Linked DNA regions of Drosophila melanogaster: regions 1 and 2 are each linked to region 3. The links are chromatin contacts, called in public targeted proximity ligation maps. All regions are on one chromosome and are shown on one strand. The core of a region is the stretch at or near the end of the contact, and the rest is flanking DNA. Distances in the headings are between cores, read along the strand shown. Region 1 overlaps nmo (nemo). Region 2 overlaps nmo (nemo). Region 3 holds the start of bip1 (bip1,).

Region 1 (4,235 bases), core at 528-3,027, 53 kb after region 3:
GGGCGTGGTGTACCGAGGGGTGTGCGGAGGGGTACGCAGGTGGGCGGTGGGCGGTGGGTGGGTGGTTTGTCGACTTTTAGGGGGGTTGGGGGCATTCCCGACTGTCTGGCGCATGAAGAGGAAAAAAACTGGGTCAAAAGTTGGAAAAATTATAAAGTAAAGCAAAGAAAGAAAAGCGTAGCAAAAGTTCAGTTCAAAGAAATGGAAGAGGAAAAGCTGAAAGCACTGGGAAAAGGGGGAAAGAAGGTTGGGGAAGGGGGTAGGGGGGGGGGCTCACTAACGCGAATGTTTATGCACACATACACATGCACTCGCTTTATCTCACAGCCTGCATTTTTGTTTATTACTGCTCCTTTGCTATTTGTTTGTTTTTCGACTTTATTGCAGCCAACAAGAAATCGAAATAAAGAAGTCTCTGAAGATATTTCAGGAAATTAAAATGGGCAGAAGATCGTAAAAAACAAAGGGGAGCTGGTAGATATGACATACTCTTCACACTTGAAGGCATTTCAATTGCAATGGAAAAGATGCTGGCCAATAGAAAAAGTTCTAAACAAAACATTGTATCTCTTTAAAAACACTTGAATTTGCATTAAAGTATTTGTGCTTACAAGAGCATTTTTGAAAGACTGAAGAAAAAAGTTATGATTAATGCAGACAGATTTGCTAACAACATAACATTAATGGCTATCATTAATCATTTGAAACTTCAGCAAGAATTTAGCAAAGCATAATAATATTTTATTTCCCAATTAGTGGCTAGTATTCTTCCAATTACAGCCATTTATAATCAAATTAAATACAAAATTCAATTGCTTTTCGACCAACATCCGCTTGTCTAATGCCCACAAACTTCCAAGGCCCAATTTACACGCCCACTCCGCCCACTTAAACACACACCTCAAAAGAGGTGTTAACTGCAATTTTATGCAAATTAGTTGCAAACAAAACACAATTCGTTTGAGTTAAGTTCGTTGAGGCAGCGATGGCTATCAATCGTAGACAAAAAGCTAATTGCATTGTTTGTAGTTTAATTAACCAAAATGTTCAAGCCGCACCTTTGAATCAGAAAACAGAAATCGAATATATACTATTTACAGATATATATATGCGACACCTACTCTGTGAGTAAAACGGAAATCTGATTTGGCACTCTAAAAGAATAACAAATGAACCTGAGCACAAAAAAAAAACCAAAACAAGACAAACTTCCAGTCATAAATATTGGCTAATTATGTATAAAAAGTAAACAGCCTTCAAGACCAACAGTAAGTAAACAAAAAAAAAAAAAAAAAAAAATCCAACAAAATGTCAAAGCAGAAATATTTGCTGTTAAAATTGTTAAACTTTTTTGTGTGGCCGCAGTACTTTTGTCAGCTGCAGATGCAGAAAATGTTAACTGCACAAAATGTAAATAAATTTTCCTCGTCGGCAGAGGCAGCGCTGCAAAGTCACGTTGCGGCAGCAGTCAACAGACAGCGCGATTTGTGCCACTAACCTACTTCAAGACAACCGACAACTGAACCGACTCACAAGCTCAACAAGCCAGCAGCTCCCCGTCTCTTTCGCGCCATGTATGTGCCTCTCTTTCTACTGCTGTGCCTCACTTTGTCCATGCAATCTGAAGCGTTGACAAAATTGAAGTAAAAAAAAAATGCATAAAATACTTTTACGCAAAAAATATCAGAAACTATTATAAAATCTATGCTCAAGTCTACTTTCCTGTATACTAATTAAATCAAATAAATTACGATAACTGCAGTGCGCAGTGTGACCATGCTAACGAGCAAAGGTGTAACCATGCCACAAAATTGAACGTCAAAAAAAGGCAATTATATTGCCCTTTAATTTAAATATAATCTCAAATGCCAGTGTTTCTATTGAAAAATCAACGTTAGGGACACACAACTTCTATCTGCAGTCATTTCACACTTTATTCCACCCACCCACACAAGTAATATTCAAGTTCCTTTGACCGAGTCTTGAACTTTTCCCTCCACCTCCCACAAATTAGGCAGCTTGAAAGCCAAAAAGGCGTTGATTGATTTGAATAAGGTTTCAGTAAGGCCCAAGAAAAGGTGCGATTGATGGAAAAGGTGAGCGCCGAAGGTTTTTAATCTCGGAACATGTGTCCACGGCTAAGTGATTTGGTCAATGGTCAGCAGCTGTCGCAACTGAAAGCCGAGAACAGCTCAATTGAAATATTTCAAAAACTTATTTATGGGCCAAGTGACAGATACGAGTATATGTGCATAAGGCAAAGGGATAGGCTGGAGACAGATGTAGACAGTTTTCTGGTTTTGTTCGCTGACCCATAAAAATTATCAGGCTGTCAATGCGACTCAGTGACACGAGACAGACGTGTGGCGGGGACCTAAGCCACAAGCCCCAAAAAAGAAACCACTCACGGATATCAAACCATTATGTGCCTATCCATTCGGGGCATTATCAAAGCTCTCAGTGGCAATTATGTGGGCATTGTTGCCGGGGTCTCGACTCTATGATTCATCAACATCATCAGCTGCTGCTGGCTATAATAAACATAATTCTCGTTTATTATTATTTTTTTTTTACATTGCTCGCTTGCCTATTTGTCTATTGTGTGGCACAGCTGCACTGGACCACAGTTAGGAAATTTGCTGCCTTTTGTTGCACTCCTTCAAAAGTTAATCAAGATCTAAATGGTTTTCAGCTGGCAAGTTCAGTTTGTAAAAAGGTTACTATGGGGGGTACTTTGAAGATATGGTTCTGAGAAACATATTTCTTTTGTTATTTTAAATAAGGTATATATTTCTTATCCAAGTATTTATATTTTTCTGATAAGGATTCACACAACGATTTGATATGATACGATGTAATCAATATAATCAGCCATTAATTAGTCTGTTTAGTTCAACGAACCTCTGCCATTTGCCGTTTAATTCATTTCCATTTTTAGCCAATTAACTTGACCAGTTGCTAATTAAATTTACAATAGCTGAAACCAACACCCAGGGGAGAGAAAGGGGTATAGGGGTTACTGCCATACGATATGGTCATAAAATATGTTTAATAAACACACGCATAGGGGCTGAGAGAGAAAGAGAGAGAGTCGGAGATAGACTAGACAGAGACGGACACCTTCATCTAATTAAAAATATAATTTATGTTGACTCTCTTTTTGTTGCTGATACCAAAATGGCACTAAAAGTTGGCCAAAAGCGGCAGGGCGCGCGGGGACTGTTGTCAAGGCAATTAAACTTGGTTAACCTGCCTGGACATTCATACAAATAACCCCTCGATCCTAACACTCTTTACAAACTGGATTGACCCCACTATAAAGAAAAAAGAAGCAACATTTTTAAATTATAAAAGCAAAGACGAACTCACGCTTTTTCCTGCATTTTGCATGCGTTTAGTTTATTCGCAGCTAGAAAAACGCACCGAAGCATTAAGAAGCATTTGTGGGAGAAACATTTTTGCATTTGCCATTAAAATGCACACTTTTAAAGCCAACTTAAAAGAGAAAAGTTCACTTTTTTCCACATTTTTTTTGTGTTTTGTAATTTCCTATTTTTGCATAGATAAAAGATACAAAAATACAAAAAAGCCACGTTGTTGTTTCTGCTTTGTTGGTTGAGCTGCTGGCTTGGGTTTGTTGGTGGCTCAACAGCGCGTAAAAGTCAACGACAGCTAAATGTGGCGCTCGAAATTAATTTCCAACTTTTATTGTGGTTATACCCCATCGGCCCAGTATTCCATACCATAGCTCCCACTGACTATATAATTTTAATGAGACACACATGAGATGATGATGAGATACATCTGCGGAGTATATTCAACTTTAACTTACGATCTTTTTGGTACAGCTAAATAACTGGGCACTGTTCCATGACTCAAACTCACTCTGAATTGTTTGGGGTTAAGTGCGGCATACACGTAATGTGAGACCAGCAATTTTGTAGTTTTGCAAAACTTACTTAGAATGAGAACAATAATGGGAGATTGTTAGAACAGTTGTGTTATATCGAGATGTTGAATAATTGTTAAGCTATCTTTGGGTACTGTGTGATTTTAACTCTCACAAATTGTTTCGAAAACTGTGATTATTTATATAATACCATTTCCTTGCTAGATCAAAATGCAATATTTTATTTAAGCCCTAGTTTTATTTATATGCGCCGCACAAAATAAATCAAAGACTCTAAAGACTTCTACCCTATTTCTGCACCACTTATCTACTCATTGTTTAACAT
Region 2 (4,397 bases), core at 602-3,101, 34 kb after region 3:
CACACGTATTTTATTAGCTTTTGATTGTACACAACAGCTTTTAGATTTTTAATTTATTAGCTATAACAAGTTTTTCCTTTGGCTGAATTGACGTTAAATGTTTGCCTCTTAAAATTGAACTCCCTTTGGGGGAATTAACCTTTTTGACATTCATCGCTGACGTTAATTACTTCGGATGGCTTAACGTGTTTTATTTATTTAATTTTCTCTTTGGCATTTCCCTTTTATTTGACACACACAATCTCAATGAAATTTTAATGATAATTTATATGGTTATTTTAAAATTTATACACTTTTGAGCAAATTAATTCTGTCTTGCAGCTTACAATTGCAGTGCTGTGCACTTTGCTTGGACATTTGTGTGGAAATTTTTGTGTAATTTTTCTTTCCGAGTTTTCTTTTTAAGTTTTCGGCATTTAACAACCAAAATGTTGCCTTTTGTGGTTGTTGTTTGGCAACACACAACAAAATTTGGTAATCGGTTTAGGCTTTAAGCAATTTGGCAACTGCATTTCGAAGCCATTCAAATGCCACACTAAAACATCTTTAAGTTTGTGTGGTTTTTTTGGTTTAGCATATGTTTTGAACAAACATTTGTCGAACAAATGTTTCTCATCTCTATTCAGAAAAAAAAAAATAAAAAACAAATTGTCTCGATTAATCACACGTTTTAGGCGTGTTATGAATGTGAGTCAGCTCAGGTTGCAGGTGACGCAATTATAGCGCATTCCTCTTGGCCTTTTGAACTTGGCACTTTCAGATTAAACTGATATTGAAGCCAGATTAGGGAAACTTTCAAATACTCATGAATAAATAAAGACCCAGCGATTTTTCAGTTCCCCATTTGAGTTTCTCACATAAATTGCAATTAAATACGAAATTCAGTATCCATCCGTGGGTTCATCGATACCTCAATAATTTATCCGTAAATCCATAATGAAGAATGCAAAATAAGCTTGTTCGCTATCTCTAACCATTTAAGTGCCATCAGTTTTGGCCAAATATTATTGTTGCTTTAACCTCAGTGTGTGTGTTTAAAAAATAACCAACGTAGGGACAGTTGACCATTTTCCCACACCAAAATCAGAAAAAAACTGGAAAAAAATGTCACAACAAAATCAACTAAAAAAGAGGAAGCACCACGCGGCAGACACAAAACATGTTTAAAAATGCATAAATTAAGGAGGGCGGGCAGTAAAAACAAAACAAAAAAAAAAAAACAATGAAAAAGCGGCAGCAAAGCCAAATGCAAATCAGCATTGAGGCCAAAGCGAAAAAAGGAGGGCAGCCATGGGAGCTGGTGGGCGTGTTAATTACACACACCGGGACACAGTGCCTGCAAGAAGTTTTCCGACAGGAAAAAGGTTCTCACTGAAATTTAAGTTTTGTTTTTGACATTTTAAAACAATTTTAAATTTAAATGGAATAATAAGAACACATTATTTTAATTTTAATAAGAAAATGAAAAAATTTACATTTCCGCTTGTGCGTAAAACTTAATCAAAACCCACTGTGCATTAGCATAAATAAAATAGTGCAAATTGGCAAAGCCGTAGAATCTGTATTGTATTTTCTTTTAGACCCAGTTTACGGCATTTTCACTATAAAGTTGAAAACCAGGTGCGTTATTACTGATGTGTGTGTGTGTGAATTTGGAAATGCATTGGCAAGCGGAAATGTAAAGCACAACACAAAATGCAAATGCAGAAAAAAGTCAGCAAAGCAACACAGAAAAAAAAAAAACGCAAGAAAATAAGAAACAAAACCACAAACAGCTGATGGTGACGATTCAAAAGGCATCGCTGCTTTTGTGTGTGTGGTTTAATGACCTTGCCCAAGTTGCGCGCCTCTCGCTCGCACCCGTTGTAAAGTAAAAGAGAAAAGGTGGTGGACAGGGGGGATGGGGATTATGGGGTGTGGGGTGGGGTCCATTGGTATTTGCTCCCCTGCCAAGCTGACGCCATGTGGTCGCTAGTGCGCGAGGGAGAAGGGGTGCACGCGCGGGAATGAGACAGCGTTCGTGCCTAATTTTAATTTTGTGCACACTTCGCACGCCTCACACTCCCACATTCCCCTTCTCATTTCCCCCTTTTTATAGCCCTCTCCCTCGCTCTTTTTTTATTGGCCGAACGCAGCGAATTTTATTTTTAAACTATTAAAAACCGTATCGGCAAGAGAATTGTGTCAAGTGTAAATTGAATACATTGTCGGTCGCCTCTTTTATTTAAAGATATGATAAAATTAAACAAGAAACTGAGAGAAAAAAAAAAGCAAATTCGCATGTAGGCGTCAAATTGAGCTCAAAGAAGCTGGGGTCGGAAAAATCGAATTTTTGAAATTTGAAAGCTGGAATCGTTTGCCCATTTTTTGCCCATGTTTGCCCACCAATTAGTTTTTTTTGCCCACGTCCAGTTTTTGAGATATGAATTTTCGAAAAAGTTCGAAAATTTTCGAAAATCAAAAATTTCGCTTTTTCCAAAATTTTTTTTTTTAAATCGCAATAACATCGTTTGCCCACGTTTGCCCACCCTTTAGAATTTTGAAAAAATTTATACTTTAGAAAATATAAGGCTTTTAAGTTTACCTCGGTCTAATCAGAGAGTAAATCGTTTGCCCATCTCTTAAAACCAAATATTATCAACAAAAAACGTTTGCCCAACCATTATTATTAGTTTTTATCGTTTGCCCACCCTTTAAAAAACCTTTAACAAAAATTTTTTTTCGATTGCCCACATTTAAAATACACCCAATTTCGTTAGCCCACCTCTTTAAAATAAAAATTTCCAATAAAAAACGTTTGCCCACCATTTAAAACTAAATAATTTCGTTTGCCCATCCTTTAAAATTCATTTTTAACGTTTGCCCACCCTTTAAAAATAAATTATTTCGTTTGCCCACCCTTTAAAATTTGTTTTTTTCGTTTGCCCACTCTTAAAACTAAATAATTTCGATTGCCCACCTTTTAAAACTAAATAATTTCGTTTGCCCATCCTTTAAAATTCATTTTTAACGTTTGCCCACCCTTTAAAAATAAATTATTTCGTTTGCCCACCCTTTAAAATTTGTTTTTTTCGTTTGCCCACTCTTAAAACTAAATAATTTCGATTGCCCACCTTTTAAAACTAAATAATTTCGTTTGCCCATCCTTTAAAATTCATTTTTAACGTTTGCCCACCCTTTAAAAATAAATTATTTCGTTTGCCCACCCTTTAAAATTTGTTTTTTTCGTTTGCCCACTCTTAAAACTAAATAATTTCGATTGCCCACCTTTTAAAACTAAATTATTTCTTTTGCCCATCCTAAAATCTTAAGAATAAATAAATTCTATTGCCCACCATATAAACACGTGCCACTTTCCTAGTTTTAGGATCTGCCTACATAACACGTGCAGACGCACAGGTGTTTCTGGGTTTATATAGACCAAAAATTGGTTCCGATTGCCAATCTTGTAATTTACAGTTTACCAGGTAATTACATAATTTTCAAACCTCACTTTATGATAGGGTCCACACTCACTTTATGATAGGGTCGACAAGTGTTTTAGATTTTATAGAGGATTCTGACCTGCCATGAAAAACCCATTCTTAAAAAATTTAACACTTTGTCACAGGTAAAAAATTGGACCCTATCATAAAGTGAGGTTTGAAAATTATGTAATTACCTGGTAAACTGTAAATTACAAGATTGGCAATCGGAACCAATTTTTGGTCTATATAAACCCAGAAACACCTGTGCGTCTGCACGTGTTATGTAGGCAGATCCTAAAACTAGGAAAGTGGCACGTGTTTATATGGTGGGCAATAGAATTTATTTATTCTTAAGATTTTAGGATGGGCAAAAGAAATAATTTAGTTTTAAAAGGTGGGCAATCGAAATTATTTAGTTTTAAGAGTGGGCAAACGAAAAAAACAAATTTTAAAGGGTGGGCAAACGAAATAATTTATTTTTAAAGGGTGGGCAAACGTTAAAAATGAATTTTAAAGGATGGGCAAACGAAATTATTTAGTTTTAAAAGGTGGGCAATCGAAATTATTTAGTTTTAAGAGTGGGCAAACGAAAAAAACAAATTTTAAAGGGTGGGCAAACGAAATAATTTATTTTTAAAGGGTGGGCAAACGTTAAAAATGAATTTTAAAGGATGGGCAAACGAAATTATTTAGTTTTAAAAGGTGGGCAATCGAAATTATTTAGTTTTAAGAGTGGGCAAACGAAAAAAACAAATTTTAAAGGGTGGGCAAACGAAATAATTTATTTTTAAAGGGTGGGCAAACGTTAAAAATGAATTTTAAAGGATGGGCAAACGAAATTATTTAGTTTTAAAAGGTGGGCAATCGAAATTATTTAGTTTTAAGAGTGGGCAAACGAAAAAAACAAATTTTAAAGGGTGGGCAAACGAA
Region 3 (4,172 bases), core at 1,228-3,727:
CTTAATTACTCCCGTTTCGATCGTCAGCTCCCCCTAAGCAACCTTTGCGATGAATATCGCCATTTTGTTGCCTGTCATTTGTTGGGCAACAAATCGAAATATATAAAAAAAGTGACACTTGCCAATCTGCACAGTGTGATGTATGACGTTGACCCGATTTCGCCTGCTTTTTATTATCATTTCCATCGCCTGCATGTTGATTTCGTGTCTTGTCTGTCCGTACACACCTTTCCATGCCGCGACGAACGGCAATTTGTCTTTGCCTCAGGGGTGCCGATTATAATAATTCATCGGGAGTGCATTCGAGTGTGGGCAGCAAGTTCAAAGTGTTAAGTGTGATTTTCAAACATTCGTAATACACGGCGTATACTTAATGTTGCCGCAGTACAATGCCAGCGAATCGGATTGGCCTTCTGACACCCGAACAACAAATGTCAGGATGGCCGAGTGGTCTAAGGCGCTGCGTTCAGGTCGCAGTCTACTCTGTAGGCGTGGGTTCGAATCCCACTTCTGACAAGAACTTTTTGCCATTTTTTCGTTTTATTTTTTGAGCTACAAAAATAAAAATTTCTAAAATCCAAAGTATTTTACAATTATTAAATCAAGAATATACTCTCTCTTGACCAAACTGGAAATTGGCACTCGTTAGTTTAACAGTCAGGATGGCCGAGTGGTCTAAGGCGCTGCGTTCAGGTCGCAGTCTACTCTGTAGGCGTGGGTTCGAATCCCACTTCTGACAATACTCTTTTATTCTATTTTCCACAATTTTTTTCTAATACCAATTAAACTATTTTTACTTGTGCTAAACACACACTTCTTTTCAGTTTTGAGAATGAACCGTTTCAGTATGTGGTCCCCAACCAAAAGAAAATTTGATCTTACGGCTCTTGAGAGTCAGGATGGCCGAGTGGTCTAAGGCGCTGCGTTCAGGTCGCAGTCTACTCTGTAGGCGTGGGTTCGAATCCCACTTCTGACAAAGATTTTTTGTCCAATTTCATTCAGCAAAACGATTAATTTTTCCAACTAAAACTTTTTTTGCCCCTCACAATGATCACCATTTGTTTGGAGCATACATTAGATTGCTTTAACGAGCCAGCTTCCCTCTCAGGGGCGCCAGAAAAATTACAAGTAAATCAATTTGTAACCGCCTAATTGTCAATATTCCAATCACATAATCGGCTGCCAGTTAACGATTGCCCCCGGCTGTCGGGCAGACCGACAGATACAGCGAGACCACACAGGCGATGATCAAGCCTGGCCCCCTTGGGAATTATCGCCGTCTGGCATCGCCTGCAAACACTTCTACTTCTACATTCATCGCCAGCTCGAGTCATTCGGCTCAATCAGACAGAAATTAAAATGCTGACTGAGCGCGTTTTCGAATGCGGCCCACTCAGTAGTTTGTGTTTTCACAATTGTTCTTGGGAAAAAACAGTGCAGGTCCATCCGTAATTATGCTGCTGTTTGTCGGTCGTAAAACGCAATCAACTGGCCACGACAATTGACAATTTGGCTAGTGTAAAACTAGCCATTAAAGTTTTATTTGCTTTAGCACTTGAGAAATTGAGGCTGGCCTGGCCATAACAGGCGAATGGGTCAATTGGCATGTGACAGCAAGAAGCTGCAAGCTGCAGGCTGCAATTTCCACAGACAATGCAAATTGACGTCTTGGAAATATGAGTGATGTGACAAGTGGATGCTTATCTGCGGCTCGACGCCCCTGTTTTTTTTCGAGGGGCTTGCCTCCTTCGTCTGATGAGCGCCCATTGAAATTTATGACTTCGTCGAACCGCCAATTGATTGGCTTTTAAATATCCAAATGAAGGCTGCCAATCGCGAATTGTGCGGCCGTAATTAATGTACAAAAATCATTTGAACGCACGCCCCAAAGCAACACCTGCAGCTGTTGGTATCTTTATTTATGGAAAGCTTTTAACACTTTTAATTAATTATGGGATGGAAAAGTTGGCGGCTTAGCTATGTTGCAAATTTATGACACTACAAATTGATAATTGATAAGCAAAAATGCTATCTAAATGCTAATTTCTCGAAAAGCATATAAAACTAGAGTTAAGTGGTATTTAAGTATTGCAATGTACAATTAATATATTATATACAATCAACTACAAGGTGCGTAATTGAAAGGTGCGCAGACATCATATTATTAAGTAGTAGTTGAAGTATTATTTTCTTCGATTTGATACATATTCATTGCGCAGTACTTTATTCTTTAAAACACTATTATTTTAAATATGACTCATTAAAATAATAAATCATAAAAGAAATACCTATTTTTTAATGTCCTTCAATGGTAGTTTTTACTGTGCGCGATTGAAATCTCAGCCTGATTCCGAATTTGTCAGAGCTTTCCGGCGAAGATCTCGCACGCATGGGCACAAAGCTCGACAAAGCTGGAGAGACGCTCTCCAAACCGAGCTTCGCGCGGTGCCTTCGCGTGACGCAGGCGGAGCTTTCGACAGTCTGCTCCCACGAGTGACGTAGCGCAGTATAGAATGCAGAACGTAACAGAATCGTAATCGGAGCCGCATAGCATACCGCTAATTAGAAGATAGATGCCCTTTTCATTTAATCGTATCTAGCTGCGATCGCTTAAACCGGCGCCAATTGTATTCAAAGTTCCGTAACCGAAAGCTTTCACCTAGAGTTCTTGCCGTGGGGTTATTAAACTCAGAACTGCCGGTCAGAGAAAAGGAGACTTTGTGTGACAGGTGAGTTCATTATGTACATATGTATCTGTTTTCCTAAGATAAGCATAGGTAAATAATGGCGATGTGGGGTACATATGTTTATATTTAATTTCAAAGTATTTTGTAAAAGGTAAGACCACGCGGCTTTGAAAGGCAAGCACAAGTTATCCAAAAAAGCTTTTCCGTGGATGTGCATCTTATTGGTGCTTTTCTACGTGCAGCAAAGCAAGCTTTTATTCGCCAGAGCGAAAGTTCTTGGGGTCACTCTAGGTTTTCTTTTATTCCAAGAAAGAAAATAAGAAAATAAATAAGATATATGTATGTACTTATTTTAATGGTTTTCTAAACTAGAGCTTATTAATAAAATGATAAAAGAAGCAATAACCTTAAATTAAAATGAGTGATTTTATCCAATTTTAAAATAATATTTGATAGATGACGAATACGATAACCACTCTTCGGATTTGCCAGGCTGTGTCGCTAAATCCTAGCGCGAATGGGCCGGAACCAGTATTGCCACCTTCCTCCAGGATTTGTCTGATGGGTTGCCAGGATGTAAAGCCCAATGATCTGCGTCGTTTTCCAGTCCACGATACCGATCGGTGAGTATTATACACATACATACATACATATGTAGGTTCCTCCTGCCAAGAACCACATTAAACCTGTTTTTAGAGCCTACGGAGAGCTTTCCGATCGATTCGATCACCGAAGCTTGTTTTTGTTGCGAATCACAAGTGCTCATTCTATATTTTAAACACCATACCATTAAAGCCATAACAATCCAAAGCTTTGGACCCCGCTCGGTGCTCCTCTTCTTCGTCTGATACCGATACCGATACTCGCAGTCAAAGGTCATTGAACTTTCGCCCTCCCTCTCTTTCTCTGTCTCTGTCTCTCTGTTTTTTTCTCGGTTCGCATAAAAGTGCATCATTTTCATAGGAATATTTCAATGCCATGGCGGCTAAGAACTTGTGCAGTGCAGCAATCAGAAATGCAATAATGCCGATGTGGGCGGGGCAGTGGGTGGGCGGGGGATAGGTCCCAGATTCCGACTCCCATTTATTTATAGCTCTCACGCTCTCCTGTAAATGCAACAAATGCGCGTGGGGCTCTGCTCTGCTGGCCGTGAAGTGAAGTTATTTTGTGTTTCTTTGCTGCTTCTTCATCTCCAGTTTCTGCAGTTGGTGCGCAAAAAAAAAAAATAGAGTTCCGTCTGCCAAAGTTACTTGGCATTGGCCATGGAGTTTAGAGTGGACCACTGTTAAGCGAATTCTTCCTCTTTCCGAGGAAACCCCAGAATGTTAAGCTTTATTTATTATCAAGGAAAGCTCATATTTTACCTTTCGTCGGTATTATCACTAAATGTACTTTGAGACCAAAAAAGTGAAAGTCACTTTTATAAGCAAAATCGAAATAAGAATGACGTTTGCTAAGTTTAATTATAATAGTTGGTTATCTAAC

What was found.
Region 1: a targeted proximity ligation map of the S2 cell line shows a contact between it and region 3, with 5 times the contacts expected there. A contact is called at or near these places in 35 of 107 Hi-C or Micro-C datasets (the Clone 8 cell line, the Kc167 cell line, the ML-DmBG3-c2 cell line and 17 more) and 4 of 7 datasets of targeted methods (the Kc167 cell line and the S2 cell line).
Region 2: a targeted proximity ligation map of the S2 cell line shows a contact between it and region 3, with 4 times the contacts expected there. A contact is called at or near these places in 33 of 107 Hi-C or Micro-C datasets (the Clone 8 cell line, the D17-c3 cell line, the Kc167 cell line and 12 more) and 6 of 7 datasets of targeted methods (the Kc167 cell line and the S2 cell line).

The regions. Positions count from the first base shown.
Region 1 is chr3L:8,003,268-8,007,502 of dm6, reverse strand. The region is part of intron 3 of nmo (nemo); the gene reads right to left. Among named protein-coding and RNA genes, the nearest start is that of tRNA:Ala-AGC-2-1, 23 kb to the left of the region's middle.
Region 2 is chr3L:8,022,010-8,026,406 of dm6, reverse strand. The region is part of intron 3 of nmo (nemo); the gene reads right to left. Among named protein-coding and RNA genes, the nearest start is that of tRNA:Ala-AGC-2-1, 4.4 kb to the left of the region's middle.
Region 3 is chr3L:8,057,018-8,061,189 of dm6, reverse strand. bip1 (bip1,) reads left to right here and starts at 2,477. Exons shown (of 4, transcript NM_139912.5): 1 at 2,477-2,729; 2 at 3,144-3,310. The coding sequence starts at 3,144. It overlaps tRNA:Leu-CAG-1-2 (transfer RNA:Leucine-CAG 1-2), which reads left to right and starts at 894; the gene lies at 894-976. It overlaps tRNA:Leu-CAG-1-3 (transfer RNA:Leucine-CAG 1-3), which reads left to right and starts at 657; the gene lies at 657-739. tRNA:Leu-CAG-1-4 (transfer RNA:Leucine-CAG 1-4) reads left to right here and starts at 434; the gene lies at 434-516. It also overlaps asRNA:CR45868.